2 separate regions of the Oryctolagus cuniculus genome follow, and region 2 is linked to region 1. A link is a contact called in public Hi-C data. All regions are on one chromosome and are shown on one strand. The core of a region is the stretch at or near the end of the contact, and the rest is flanking DNA. Distances in the headings are between cores, read along the strand shown. Region 1 overlaps SLC43A2 (solute carrier family 43 member 2). Region 2 holds the start of RILP (Rab interacting lysosomal protein).

What was found. A called contact is a pair of places that touch in the nucleus more often than the background predicts.
Region 2: a Hi-C map of skin fibroblasts shows a contact between it and region 1, with 5 times the contacts expected there. The contact joins the promoter of RILP here to the enhancer-like site in region 1. A contact is called at or near these places in 2 of 6 Hi-C or Micro-C datasets (ear pinna and skin fibroblasts).

Annotation. Positions count from the first base shown.
Region 1 is chr17:47,116,089-47,122,762 of mOryCun1.1, reverse strand. SLC43A2 (solute carrier family 43 member 2) reads left to right here. Exons shown (of 14, transcript XM_051824561.2): 12 at 1,248-1,321; 13 at 2,391-2,514; 14 at 2,852-4,993. The coding sequence ends at 3,013. Among named protein-coding and RNA genes, the nearest start is that of PITPNA, 12 kb to the right of the region's middle. Within about 2 kb of position 2,537, at least 2 of the 8 cell types and tissues checked have an H3K27ac peak or open chromatin away from gene starts, as enhancers often do. A contact at or near this core is called in ear pinna, where this site is marked.
Region 2 is chr17:47,170,802-47,177,744 of mOryCun1.1, reverse strand. It overlaps RILP (Rab interacting lysosomal protein), which reads left to right and starts at 2,976. Exons shown (of 8, transcript XM_002719046.5): 1 at 2,976-3,477; 2 at 3,551-3,644; 3 at 3,716-3,822; 4 at 3,910-4,131; 5 at 4,428-4,573; 6 at 4,880-5,002; 7 at 5,928-6,011; 8 at 6,206-6,672. The coding sequence starts at 3,250. The coding sequence ends at 6,365. It overlaps PRPF8 (pre-mRNA processing factor 8), which reads left to right. Exons shown (of 43, transcript XM_051824554.2): 40 at 1,271-1,411; 41 at 1,573-1,712; 42 at 1,801-2,003; 43 at 2,175-2,508. The coding sequence ends at 2,329. It overlaps SCARF1 (scavenger receptor class F member 1), which reads left to right and starts at 6,615. Exons shown (of 11, transcript XM_002718887.5): 1 at 6,615-6,943.

The sequences.
Region 1 (6,674 bases), core at 1,288-3,787:
GTCCACAGGACAAGGCCACAGCGAAGCATTTTGGGAACTGAGGAGTTTTGAGTATTTGGCACCTTTTTTGTTTTTTTTTTTTTTTTCCTTTAAAGTTATTTTTTATTTGAAAGATTTCATCTACTGGTTCACTCCCCATGTGGCCACAATATCCAGGGCTTTGCCAGGTTGAGGTCAGGAGCCATCCAGTTCTCCACAAAGGTGGCAGGGATCCAAGGACTCGGCCATCTTCTGCTGCTTTCCCAGGCACATTAGCAAGGGAGTTGGATCGGAAGTGGAGCAGCTGGGAGCTGAACCAGCACCCCTATGGTGCTGGCATCCCAGGCCATGGCTTTCCTTGCTGTCCACACTGCCAGTCCCAACCTTCGTTCTAATATTACTTATTTCTTTGTAAGTTTGTATAATTTAGTTTTCTTAAAGATTCTATTTTATTTGAAAGGCAGAGTCAGATAAACAGGGAAAAACAGAGCGACAAAGAGATCTTCCATCTGCTGTTTCTTCACTCCCCAAATGGTTCCAAGGCTGGGAAACACCATCCCTGTCTCACATGTGGGTAACAAGAGCCTAAGTACTTGGGCCATCATCCACTGCTTTCTCAGGCACAGCGGGGGGCTGGATTGGAAGCAAAGCAGCCAAGGACTCGAACTAGCGCTCCGACGTGGGATGCTGGCACCCCAGATGGCCGCTTAACCTGCTGTGCCGCAGTACCGGCCCCTGTATAATTTAGTTTTTAATAATGACTATGGGGCTGGCATTGTGGCATAGTGGGTTAAACTGTCAGTTGGGATGCAGCATCCCAAATGGATCCCGGTTCAAGTCCTATGTGTTCCACTTCCAACCCAGTTCCCTGCTAATGCTCCTAGGAAAGCTGCAGAAGATGGCCCAAGTATTTGGGCCCTACCACCCATGTGGGAGACCCAGCTGGACTTCCAGGCCCCTAGCTTCTGCCTGGCCCAGCCCCAGCAGTTGCAACCGTTTGGGGAGTGAATCAACAGATGGAAGACCTCTCCCTGACTTTCTCTTGAACTCTACTTTTCAAATAAATAAATGAATCTTTTTTTTTAAAAAAAAGAAGATTATGCTTAACAACTGGCTCACTAAAGTCCTAAAATTCACAGGTTGGCTCTGGAGAGCTGGCTCAGGCAGCTCCGGGTTCTTATCGCTCCTGTTGCTCGGGACTGCAGGTGGGAGGGCGGGGGACAAGATGAGGCCCCATGGTCTCCTGCTCACGCTCTGCTCTCCCTCAGATCTTCTCCTTCATCCTGCACACGATCGTGCGAGGCTTCATCCACTCTGCCGTCGGGGGCCTGTATGCTGCCGTGTAAGTCCTGCAGGCTGCCGGGGACAAGGAGATCAGGCTGAAGCTGCAGGTGGTAGCAAGGCCCTGAGGCCAGCAGGGTTGTCTTCTTGAATCAGGGGACAGGGGCTTCTGCTGGATGGCTCAGGGAAGGCCATGCCTGGAGACAGTTGGGTGCTCACCAGCCTCGGCCTTTAGCACGAAGTCAGCTCCCCAGCCAGGGTCAGTGCCCCTGGGCAGTGCGTGATGGCCTCAAGGGCCACTGCTCAGCCATGTCCTGGGCTGTCCCTGGCTGCCCCCTGGGAAGGATGGGTGGGTTCTGGTTGCCTGGGGCGAGGTGTCACAGTCCAGGTGGCTCTCGGTAGGGGCAGGGTCACGCATACCTGAGCCCAGACCTGGCCACGGGGGCCCTGCTCTGCTGCAGGCTTCTCAGGCCTTGGCTAAAATGCAACCCCCTCTTTTTCTGAGAGGCTACATTGTTGTCCCTCCATTGACCCAGGGCTTGGCCCCAAAACTAGAACCCAAACACCGTCAGCCCATGGTCTCTCCGTCTCTGTGAGAGCTGTCAGCTGAGATGAAGCCCAGAGCTCTCCCTCTCCCAGCAGCATCCCACGGGGTCATTCCAGGTCCGCTGTCCCCCGCCTCGCTCCCACAGGCCTGGAGGAAGTTGCGGCTGCCCTGGCCGGGCCTGAGGGAGCCAGGCAAGAGCTGTGATGCCGAGTTTCCGTGATTACACAACGCTCCTCTGGATAAGGGCACTGCGGAGCCGGGCCCGGCCTCCCGTCTGCTCCCTGGGCCTGTTTCCCAAGCCGCAGACTCTGGCTGGCACCACGCTTTCCACTCAGCGCAGCCAGACACCCAAGGGCCTGGGGCGCATCTGGGTGGGGCGAGCCCTCCCCAGAGTCTGGGGCCTCAGGCCGGTCTGAAAGAGAAGCCCTTGGCAGACCTGCTCATCAGAAAGCAAGCCAGGGGCTGGCATCCCCTTCTCTGGCCCCAAAGGTGCGGCCTGGGGCACTGGCGCACCTGCAGCCAGGTGGAGGCAAAGGTGTCAGAAAGTCGAGGGGGCACTGACGGGTCTGCATCGTCCCCACAGGTACCCCTCCACCCAGTTCGGCAGCCTCACGGGCCTGCAGTCTCTGATCAGCGCGCTCTTTGCCCTCCTGCAGCAGCCGCTGTTTCTGGCCATGATGGGTCCCCTGAAGGGAGACCCTCTGTGGGTAAGAAGTGTCGGGGGCGTGGGCTGGGAGGCCTCACCCAGGGGTCTTCGGAGCCCTGGGGACAGGCGGTTTAGGAGCTTCGGTTAGAACCAGGCGAGGGCCCCTTGTGAATGGGGGATCAGAGTTCCTGTCCCAGCCGCACCCTGGCCCCGCTGGCCCGGGAGACGGAGCCAGCCTGGGGGAGGGGGGGCAGGAGAGCTGGGGAAGTCAGTGTTTCTCGGTGTTCGACCTCCGCTGTGACTTTGATCGCATTCCCTAAGCTGGGGCGAGGGAGGGCCTGGAGCCGGCCATGGCGTGACGGAGCCGGCCATGGCTGATGGCCCTGCCTCCCTCGCAGGTAAATGTGGGGCTGCTGGTGGTGAGCATGCTGGGCTTCTGCCTGCCCCTCTACCTGGTCTGCTACCGGCGCCAGCTGGAGCGGCAGCTGCGGCAGAAGCAGGAGGATGACAAGCTCTTCCTCAAGATCAACGGCTCCTCCAACCGAGAGGCCTTCGTGTAGCCGCCGCCGTCAGACGGAGCCGGCCTCGGCCCTCCCTGCTGCCGGCCCACGACCCAGGATGCTCTCCCTCACCATGGCGGCACCCACGCTCCCGCCCAGGCCCCGGGCCTGCAGTGAGGAGCCTGAGAGCGCTCAGGACTGCGGTCCTCCACTGTCGGAGGGGCCCCGGGGGGCTGAGGCCTTGGGGCTCGCGTGCTGTCTGTGGGCAGGTGTTCGCCCTCCAGAGTCTGGAGTCTGCCTCCTGCCAAAGCAGAGGAGTCCGCCATCCACTGCCCGCCACCTGCTCCTCGGCCGCATGCCCACCAGCCACACCCGCTGAGGACAAAGCTTGCTCTGTCTGCACCCCCTTGCCTGGCCCTCACCTCCTCCCCTGGCCAGTCTGAAGCTGCCTAAGGAAGGAAGGACCCGCTTCCTGTTGTTGGTGCTAACTCCATTGTGATTCCAGCCCCCTGTGGCCTGGACACACAGGGCCTGGCCTCCCATTCAAGGCCAGCGGGGCAGCCCCCAGCACATAGGCTGGGGAGGGGGCGGAGGGCGGGAGATCACACAGAGCCTCAGCAGCTGGGGACGAAGCCTCCTGGTTTTCCCTAAGCTCCCCCCTCGTGTCCTGGGGAGGGGAAGACGTTTCCACTGCCACCCCCAGTCCAGTCTGCAGCCTACGTGAGATAAAGGGGTGTGCCTTAGCCCCCCTTCCCACAGCTATTTTCGTGGGATGGGAGTAAGGCTGTGGCTCCCAGATGCAGATGTGGGTGAGCAGGTTTGGGAGGGGCGGAGGGGAGTGTGTGCGTGTGTGTATGTATGTGGTGTGCGTGAGACGGGGATGGGGTAAAAGGGGTGGGCTCTGGGTATCTCCCAGACAGGAGCCAGCCAGGCCTGCAGCGGGCCCACCCGTGGAGCCAAGCCTTGCTCAAGGCCTGGGCTCATTCAGGGTCACAGCGCCCCCTGCTGGTAGATGGCGCCAGCACCAGGAGCTGTTTCCATGGGGGAGGCTAGGCCTGCCAGGCTCTCAGCAACCCACCCGCTTTGCCTGCCCCAGAAATGTCCCAGACTTCCTGGGGCGCTGAGAGGGCTGGGTTGGTTTTCAGGTTTTTAGTTGTTTTTCTCTGGGTTTTATCACCTTTTTTTTTTTTTTAATAAAGCAATAAACCCATTTTGCTCCTAGTGAGGGATGCCCCTCCTAGCATGTCAGTACACGGCCCCATGAGCCTGGTGGTGAAGGCAGGCAGGATGAGATGGGCTGCCACTGCCAAGCCCCAGCCCAAACAGCTGCTCACGTCTCGGGGTAGCAACCACCTGGGGAGAGGCCTTGCTCTCATACCGCCGAATACAGTGGGCCCGTGCAGGCTCCAGAAGTGCACCCCCCCCCCCTTTATCCCAGCCCCTTCCATCTCCTACACATGTGACCTGTGGGCCGTCCCACAACCCTGAGCTCAGGAGGGAGGGTGACACCAGGAGAGCCGCGGGCTAGGGAGCAGAGCAGTGTGGATGCGGCAGGGACGACAGAGCGTGGGAGGGGTGGCCCACACAGCTCCGTGGGAACAGTTAAGCACCTTTTGCCCACAGAACCTCCAGGCTTCAGGCTGCTCACATGTTAACAATCAAAACCGAAAAGAGCGAGATGCACATCTCCCACTAGTTCTGTGATATGGTGATGGTTATTCTGGGGCGTGGGGAGGAGACAGGTTCTGTCCTCAGGTCTGGGAGACGCTGAGTTCCATCAAGCCTGTTCTCACAGTCAGCACTTGCAGCGCTGTACCCATGCTCACCAACTTTGTGGCTCTGGGTGCTGCCGGAGCTCCCAGGACGCTGGCTGACAGTGTGGAGTCCTGCCTTGCCTCTGGCTGTGATTCCCTCTTCCCAGGGCTTCAAACCCACTGGGAGGAAGACGAGGACGGGGTTCCTTCGAAGTTGAAACAAATATCAAGGTTGGGCAGGTGATTTGGAAATTTATATTCATTAAATAAAAGTTTAAAAAAAAAAGGTTGGGCAGGTGCGACCTGTGCATGCCCAGCAGTGCCCAGACCAGGCCAGAGTGGGAGCTGCCAGGTGTCGCCCTCTGTGGGAAGGAACAGGCACTGAGAAACTAGAATCGAGGGTGGAATATATGCTGGGGCCAATGGTGCATGGGAGCAGAAGCACCAAAATGGAAGCAGGTGCAGAGGCTGGGGCCAGCCAGGTGGGGAGGGCGCTACCACCACCACCACCCCCCGTCGGGGCCGGGGCTTCTGCCCTGTGTAGAGTTGACAGGTCCTGTTACCGTGGAGTCGTGACAACACTGCAGTTCAGCAGACACTGCCCTGCCTATTCTACAGTCGGCAAGCTTGAGGCCCAGAGAAGTGGAGCAGCTTGCTCACGGCTAGGGGCAGGACCTGCGTGGGGGTCTTCCACTGGAGCATGCAGGACCCTCCAGACCAGGTCCACTCGGGCTGCCGGCCTCTGGGTCAGGGTGGCTTCAGCCCCAGGAGCCAAGAGCATCCTCAGGAGTGAGGCGACCTCTGCTGGGTAGAATCGGGCCTGGAGGCTGATGGGCCCTTGGAAGAGTGATTCCTGGGAGGAGAAGCGACCACGGCTGGTGGTGGGCGCTGGACACAGTAGCCACTGCCTGCCCCACCCCACCCCCGACCCCGTCGTGCAGGCTCCTGATGGGAAGGCGCAGGAAGCGCTGTGGGTCCCATGGTTCTGAGCAGGGTGTGGGGGCTGGGCCGGCCTCAGTCTCCCTCACCATGAGAGTCCTGTGTTCCTTGGTGCTTGGCTTCCTCCAAACCCTCTGGGCCTCTGACCACAGCCCAGGTCTCCCAAGGGCCAGAGAGAAAGTCGCAGGCCGGGTCACGGATCTCCTAGCCTCCATCTCTGCCCCTCTCGCACCCAGTAGCATCCTGCTCAGAACTGCTGGGGCTCCTCAGCCCCTCCTTACAGTGGTCTGGGCTGTGCAGGGTGAGGAGGCCATCACAAGACCCCAGGCCCCGAGGGCACTACAGGCGGGGAGCTCCCAGTATCGGCATCGTATGTGCGTCCGCCCCAGGACGGGGCACAAGCGCATTCACACAGGGGGTGCTGATGCCTGTGTAAGCGGGGTGGGGAGAAGCTGTAGGCCAGGCACTGAGAGGGGGCTCCCGCCACAGAGCTCTGGCAAGTCTCCCCAGGAGACTCGGCTCCAGGGGCCCTTTCAGCCGCAGCTGCCTTCTCCCGAAGTGTAATGGGATAGATCTCATGGCTCCTGGGGCAGTGAGGTGCCCTATCTGTGCCAAAGACCGGGGGCCCACCTCGAGGGTGGTGGCCATGGGGTTCAGAGGTCAGGTCCTCCAAAGTAAGGGGACTCGTTATACAGGGGCTGCAGCCTTCCCCCGCGGTGCGAGGTCAGGGCCGGCAAGTGGGCTTGGGCCCCTCTTCCAACCACGCTCACGCCCTGGGCTTGGCACAGGGCTCCCGAGTGCCCTGAGGAGCTGTGACATCGCCCTGCCAGCATGGAGCCACTGGCAGCTCCCAGATGGCCACCTTCCCAGAGGGAGGCTGCGTCTCCACATGCCAAGGAGGAAGTAAGGGAGGGAGCAGCGGAAGTTAGAGGCCCCCGACGTGCGCTCTCGACCTGAAGCCAGTCTGGAGCCTCAGTTTTCTCAGCTGTAAAATGGAGGCAGCAATACCCTCCCAGTGCAGCCAAGAG
Region 2 (6,943 bases), core at 1,727-4,226, 55 kb before region 1:
CAGCTTGCAGTGCCAGCCTCCCATATCAAAGTGCCGGTGTGAGTCCTGAGTGCTCTGCTTCAGGGCCAGCTCACTGCTGATGTGCTTGGGAAAACAGCAGAAGATGGTCCAGGTTCTTAGGCCATCCACAGGGGGAGCCCCAGAAGGAGTTCCAGGCTGCTGCTTCGGCCTGTCCCAGCCCCAGCCGACACAGCCATTTGGGGAATGAACCAACAGATGCATCTTCCATCTCTGTCTCTCCCTTTTTCTGTCACTCTGCCTTTTCAAATAAATAAATCCTTTTTTTTTTAAAGTGATATATTAAAAATGAGAAGAAATTATTTCTGTTTCTCTGAGAGACAGTGGATTGATGACTAGAATAGGGAGTTGTTAGAGGTTGATTTTTAAGAAGATAACTAGAAGATGTGCAAAGAATATGAAAAGGTAGTTCAGAAAAGGAATTGCAAATGATAAGTACAAGGATATTTCAAAAAGTTTGTGGAAAATTGAATTAAAAATAAGTTCATTTTGGCGCCGACATTGTGGTGTAGTGGGTAAAGCCACCACCTGCAACACCGGCATCCTGTATGGCTGCCAGTTTGTGTGCTGGCTGCTCCACTTCCAATCCAGCTCCCTGCTAATGCACCTGGGAAAGCAGCAGACTATGACTCAAGTGCTTTGGGCCCCTGCACCTCTGGGAGACCCAGAGGAAGCTCCTGGCTCTTGGCTTTGGCCTGGCCCAACCCTGGCCATCTGGGGACTGAACCAATGAATGGAATATCTTTCCCTCTCTGTAACTCTGCCTTTCAAATAAATATTTTTAAAAAATAAAAATTAATTTTGGTGCAAGAAAATTTGAAATCTGTCCATAGTTTTTTCATAATATACATTTTCGATGAACTTTTTGAAGACCCCCTCTCCTATATCAGGAACATTTATATAAAACTCAGTTTTGTAGCCAGCTCGTTGGCACATTTGAAGAGTGCCTTTGTGGGTGAGTTTTAGGAAGTCAGTCCTCTTCCCTTGTTGAGGGCCATGTGCAGAGCAGAGTAGCACCTGGTGCTGGCTCTCCAGGTGTGCTGTGAGAACGCCCAGAGCTGCGTGCGCGTGCGCCTTCACTTACGGAAACGGCTCTCACCTGCGGAGCACGAGGTCATTCTGAAGCAGGAGGTTCTGCCCCCGTGTTGAGAAACTGCTTGTTCTTGTGGAAAGGGAAGACGATACGGGCTGCCAGTCCGGAACCTGAAATGGCACTGAGAGTAGTTTTGGTTCCTGACCCCCTTATCTCCAGATTGCAGGATACCTGTATGGGGTGAGCCCACCGGATAACCCCCAGGTGAAGGAAATCCGCTGCATCGTGATGGTACCGCAGTGGGGCACCCACCAGACGGTGCACCTGCCTGGCCAGCTGCCCCAGCACGAGTACCTCAAGGTGCGTGGTGGGGACAGAGCTTGGGACTGGGAGAACTGGGGCTTTGTGTTAGCGAGGTAGGGGCGGCGGGGGGGGGGGGGGGGGAAGCATGGTCCTCCCAGGGCTGGGATTCTCTCTGCAGATGGGGTTCTCAACAGATCTGTGCTGCTCTTGACCTGTAGGAGATGGAACCCTTAGGTTGGATCCACACTCAGCCCAATGAGTCCCCCCAGCTGTCACCCCAGGATGTCACCACCCATGCTAAGATCATGGCTGACAACCCGTCCTGGGATGGTGAGAAGACTATTATCATCACCTGCAGGTGTGCTTGGGCCCCCTGAAGGCGGGGCGGGCTTTGTAGATGGGGCCCACAAGAGTGGCCTGAGCTCACTCTGTCCTCGCCCCACCAGCTTCACACCAGGCTCCTGCACGCTGACAGCCTACAAGCTGACCCCCAGTGGGTACGAGTGGGGCCGCCAGAACACAGACAAGGGCAACAACCCCAAGGGTTACCTACCCTCGCACTACGAGAGGGTCCAGATGCTGCTGTCGGACCGCTTCCTCGGCTTCTTTATGGTCCCTGCTCAGTCCTCGTGGAACTACAACTTTATGGGTACGTGGTCTGTGTGTGAAAGTACAGGGAGCACCGGGAAGCCGGGATGGGGCTGAGGACAAGGTTAGGCCCTTGACACCCGGGGCTTCACTCTGGCCTGGCAGTGGTCCGGAGGCCCAGCTGGGTGAGGCAGGTGACCTGTGTTAACAGGATGTTTTCCTCTCCCCTAAGGTGTTCGGCATGACCCCAACATGAAGTATGAGCTGCAGCTGGCAAACCCCAAAGAGTTCTACCACGAGGTGCACCGGCCCTCGCACTTCCTCAACTTTGCCCTCCTGCAGGAGGGCGAGGTCTACTCTGCCGACCGCGAGGACCTCTACGCCTAGTTGTCAGCTGCTCCTCTTCGGAATCCGCAGAGGCCCAGTGGAGCCTCTCCGCCCCAGACAAGCTGGTGATATTCAGCAGCTTGGCCCCCTTTCCCCGTACCTTGTGCTTGATTGTGGTGTTGGCCTCCTGATGGCTTGTAACCCTGAACAAAATAATAATAAATTTTGTATAAATAGGAGTTTGGGACTTTTTTCCCCTGCCCCAGAGCTCCAGTTGTGGGTGTGGTTAGGGCTGGATGCTGCCCTGGGGAAGTTGTTAAATGCCTGGCTTCTGGCACTGGGGCTAGGCTACCCCTAAACTGGACCTGAAGTGGGGTTGAGCTTCCACGTCCCCACTGCATCCGCCGAATTAGCTTGTTTCCCTCCATGGTGCTTGCAAGCCTTCCCCCCTTCTCAACGTCTCTTGGAGCCGTGTCGGGTTAGGAGCTGTTCTCTGCGGCTGTAGTGCCCAGCCTAGCCCCCTCCTAAGCTTTGTTTGCCAGTCCTGGTTGGGGATCACACAGGCCCTGGCTGCTGGCAGAGGGCTGTTTGTTGAGTGGGGTTCAGTGACTGGCCTCTCACCTCTTGCCTGGAGGCCAAATCTGCCCCATGACTGCGGCCAGGGGTGGAGCTTGGACTGGGTGCTGTGGGGAGGGTTGACTGGAGTGGCCACTTAGAGCCCTGGGCCTCAGCTCCTGGACGCCTGGCTGGAAGTTGGCTGTCCTGTTTCCTGTGACCTTGAAGGTTGAACGGGAGAGGGCCCAGGGGCCCTAGCACGGTCTTCCCCAGCCTTTTCCCCTGAATCGCTCCTCCCTTCTCTCTTCTACCCCGCCCCTTTCTACCCTAAACTGCTTCTTGGGCCGCAACTGTTTGGCTTTTTCCTCTTCCCAGCTTGGGGGCGGGCGGGGGAGAGCGAATAGCCACCTGGGCCTTCCGGGGACATGGAGCCCAGGAGGGTGGCGCCAGGGGCACAAGGCTGGGGGCCTCGAGCGGCGGCGGGGTCGGGGACGGCCGCGGAGCTCGTGTACCATCTAGCGGGGGCTCTGGGCACTGAGCTGCAAGAGCTGGCGCGCCGGTTTGGGCCGGAGGCGGCGGCCGGACTGGTGCCACTCGTAGTGCGAGCGCTGGAACTTCTGGAAAAGGCTGCCGTGGGGCCTGCGCCGGACTCGGTGAGCCCCTGACCCCGCCCCTCGCCGCCAGTGGGGCTGGCGGGGCCCTAACCCCGAGTCCCGGGCCTCCCAGCTGCAGGTGTCCGCGCAGCAGGCCGAGCTGGAGCTGCGGCGGCTGCGGGAGGAGAATGCGCTGCTCCGCAGGGAGCTGCGCTCTGGGCCACAGGGTGAGTGCAGGCTCGGGCGGGCTGCGGGCGGGCTCGGGCGCCGACCACCGCTCAGGAGGCTCCTTCCTCAGAGGAGCGCGCGCTGCTGCAGCAGCTCCAGGAGGTGACGGACAGACAGCGGGACGAGCTCCGGGCGCACCACCGCGACCTGCGGCAGCGCAGCCAAGAGACTGAGGCGGTAGGGACCGGGCGGCGGGTGGGGGGCGGGGCTCTCGCCCCCCTCCCCGCGCCCGCTCACCGGCCCCGCCTCTGGCTCCGCCCCCAGTTGCAGGAGCAGCTGCAACGCCTCCTGCTGGTGAACGCCGAGTTGCGGCACAAGCTGGCCGCGGTGCAGACCCAGCTTCGGGCCGCCCAGGACCGGGAGAGGGAGCGTGAGGTGCCGCACCGAGACGCCCCGGAACTGGCAAAGGAGCGGGAACAGGGCCAGGCCGGAGAGCCCGGGTGTGAGCAGAGGCGGGAACCCGAGCGGGCGAGCCCGGACAGTCCGGTGAGTGCCGGAGGGAGCCAGCAACCCAAGCCGGCACTCAGAGCGTCTGGCCCCGTGTGGGTGCACTGGCAAGCTTTGCTGTGCTGCGCAGGTCGGCCGAGAAGCCGGACTGTGGCACACAGGGGCTTGCACCTGCAGCCGGGCCCGGCCCCACTTTCAGCCTGAGAGCTGCTGTCACCTATTGTAGCACCGTTGTCCCCCAGAACTCCTTGCCTGTCCCTTCCTCTGGCATTCCTGCGATGGCCCTGGGCCCATGGGAGAGCTAGCAGGGCCTCCAGACCACGCTTCTTCCGCAGGCCGCTGCCCCACGGCAGCCAGAGCGCCCCCCGGAGGCAGGGCAGTGCGGCTTCAGCAGGCAGGAGCTTGAGCAGATCCTTCAGGAGCGCAATGAGCTCAAAGCCAAGGTGTTCCTGCTCAAGGAGGAGCTGGCCTACTTCCAGCGGTGAGGGCCCTGCCCGTGTCTGCTCCTGGCCTCGGGTCACCCCCACCTCATTCCCGTATTCACTGACAAACCCCAGCAACCTGGCCAGACCCTGTACCAACACAGCCCCTGCCCTCTGGGGACTCCATCCCAGCAGGGGAAGGGGCGGTACCAAGGTCACAGCAGCTGTGCCAGGAGGGGTGCCACACAGGCTAAGGCCTGGGGGGTGTTGCGGGCTCCCCCAGGGAACAGGCAGCTCGCACGGGCCCTCGGGGCGAGGCCCGCTGCTGGCAGCCCCACCACGTTCTGCCTGCCCCCGTCCTGTAGGGAGCTGCTCGCAGACCACCGGGTCCCCGGGCTGCTGCTTGAAGCCATGAAGGTGGCTGTCAGGAAGCAGCGGAAGAAGATCAAGGCCAAGATGTTGGGGACACCAGAGGAAGCAGAGAGCAGGTGTGTCCCCGCGACCCAGCCTACTGACCTAGCAGACCCGGTCTGCTGACCTGGCCTGGCCGCCCCCGAGCCTGCCCTCCAGCCTGCACCCTTCTCTCTGGACTCCACCAGTGCTGCCTGCACGCCTTGCAGAAGGCACCTGCACACTGCTTTGGCTGGGTCTGTCTGTTTAGATTTATTTGTTTATTTGAAAGTCAGAGTTACAGAGAGAGGTAGAGCCAGAGAGAGAGAGAGAGAGAGAGAGAGAGGTCTTCCATCTGCTGGTTCAGCCAGGCTGGTCCAAAGCCAGGAGCTTCCTCTGGGTCTCCTTTGTGGGTGCAGGAGCCCAAGCACTTGGGCCATCCTCCACTGCTTTCCCAGCCCCACTAGCAGGGACCTGGATCTGAAATGGAGCAGCCGGGCCTCAAACCAGAGCCCGTAGGGGATGCTGGTGCTGCCGGTGGGGGCTTTACCCACTACGCCACAGCGTTGGCCCTCTGGGTCTATTTGTTCTTAGAGGAGTGAGACTCTCGCTGCTGCTTTATCAGGGCCCCGCCGTGTGTCCGCATCTTGTGGACACCCTCATCCCTTGTCGGGAGTGCCTGGCTGTCAGTCCCTGCTCCTCTGCTTTCTGATCCAGCTTCCCACTAATGCACTGGGAGGCAGCAGGTGACAGTTCAAGCGATTGGGTCCCCGCCACCCAGGTGGGAGACCTGGATTAAGTTCTCGGCCCCCAGCTTTGGCCTGCTGCAAGTCAGCTAATAGAAGGCAGATCTCTCTGTCTCTTTGTCTCTCGACCTTTCAAATAAAAATAAAAAAGAGAGGCCTTGTGTCTCCCCAGGGTCACCAGGTCGCCAGCCCTGGGGGCGCTGTGGTCACTCAGTGCTGGCCCGCTGCTGCCCGGGCCCTTGATACATGGCCCTCTCCTCTCTCCCCCCTGTGTCAGTGAGGACGAGGACGGCTCCTGGCTCCTGCTCTCCGGCGATAAGGAAGAGCAGCCTGCACCCGCTGAGTCCAGAGTCCAGAGTTTGTATGTTGGGGAGTGAAGGAGGGGCTTCGGGTTTTCTGTGCCCCTCCCTGCCCCGCGTGCCCTCCCCCCGCTGCCCCACCATCTGTGCCGTCCCGGCATCCATCTGAAGTCCTTTTCTCTTCGCTCCTTGCTCTCAGCCCCAATCCTTGACTCTCTGGCCTCCCGGCTCAAAGAACCTCTTGGCTCTCCCTCAGCTTTGGCCTGTGGTACCGGGATAAAGCCGAGACCCCCACACCTGAGCCCAGCAGCACTGGAGAAGAAGGGGCCCCTCAGCAACCCCACGTGGAGCCTCTGGGGGGCCCTCAGCCCCCACCCCCCGACCAGCCCTGCTCTGCTCTGCGGCAGCCGCTCTGACCTGGGCCTCAGCCCACCTGGAGGCCTGGCTTTGGGGCCTGGCTGGGGCGGATGTGTGATGGCCCGTGAGACAGCTTCCTCCTTCGCAGCCTGTCTGGAACTCTTCCCTGATCCCGGCCTGCACCGGGGATTCTCCACCTGCCTCCACCCCTCCACCTCTGCACCGAGCTTCCAGAGCAACGGGGAAAAGTGCTTCCTCTCCGGTGCCTGCGCGGCCACCCCTGCAATAGAGAGAACTGTCTTCCTTCCTCCCAGGGAGTTTCCCAGAGGGCCTGAGCCAATGGAATAAAGCCCTACCATCCGGAAATGGCTCCTGTCTGTGTGTCAGCGGCCCGCCGCCCTCCCAGCCGCCGGCAGCAGAGGCAGGCCGACATTCCGCCCGGGGGCTCTTTGGCCAGTGCCTGGGTGGGGACCTTGCCTGGGGAGTGTGGCCTAATGGGCAGCCCTGGCTCCCACCGCAGCCCTACCCTTTCGCCTCTGCCCCATGCCCCGGGACCCGTGGCTTCTGGCCCCCTCTAGATGGAGACCAGCCCCAGAAGCCCCCCGGGGCCCTCCCCACCCGCCTTCCTTTCAGGGCT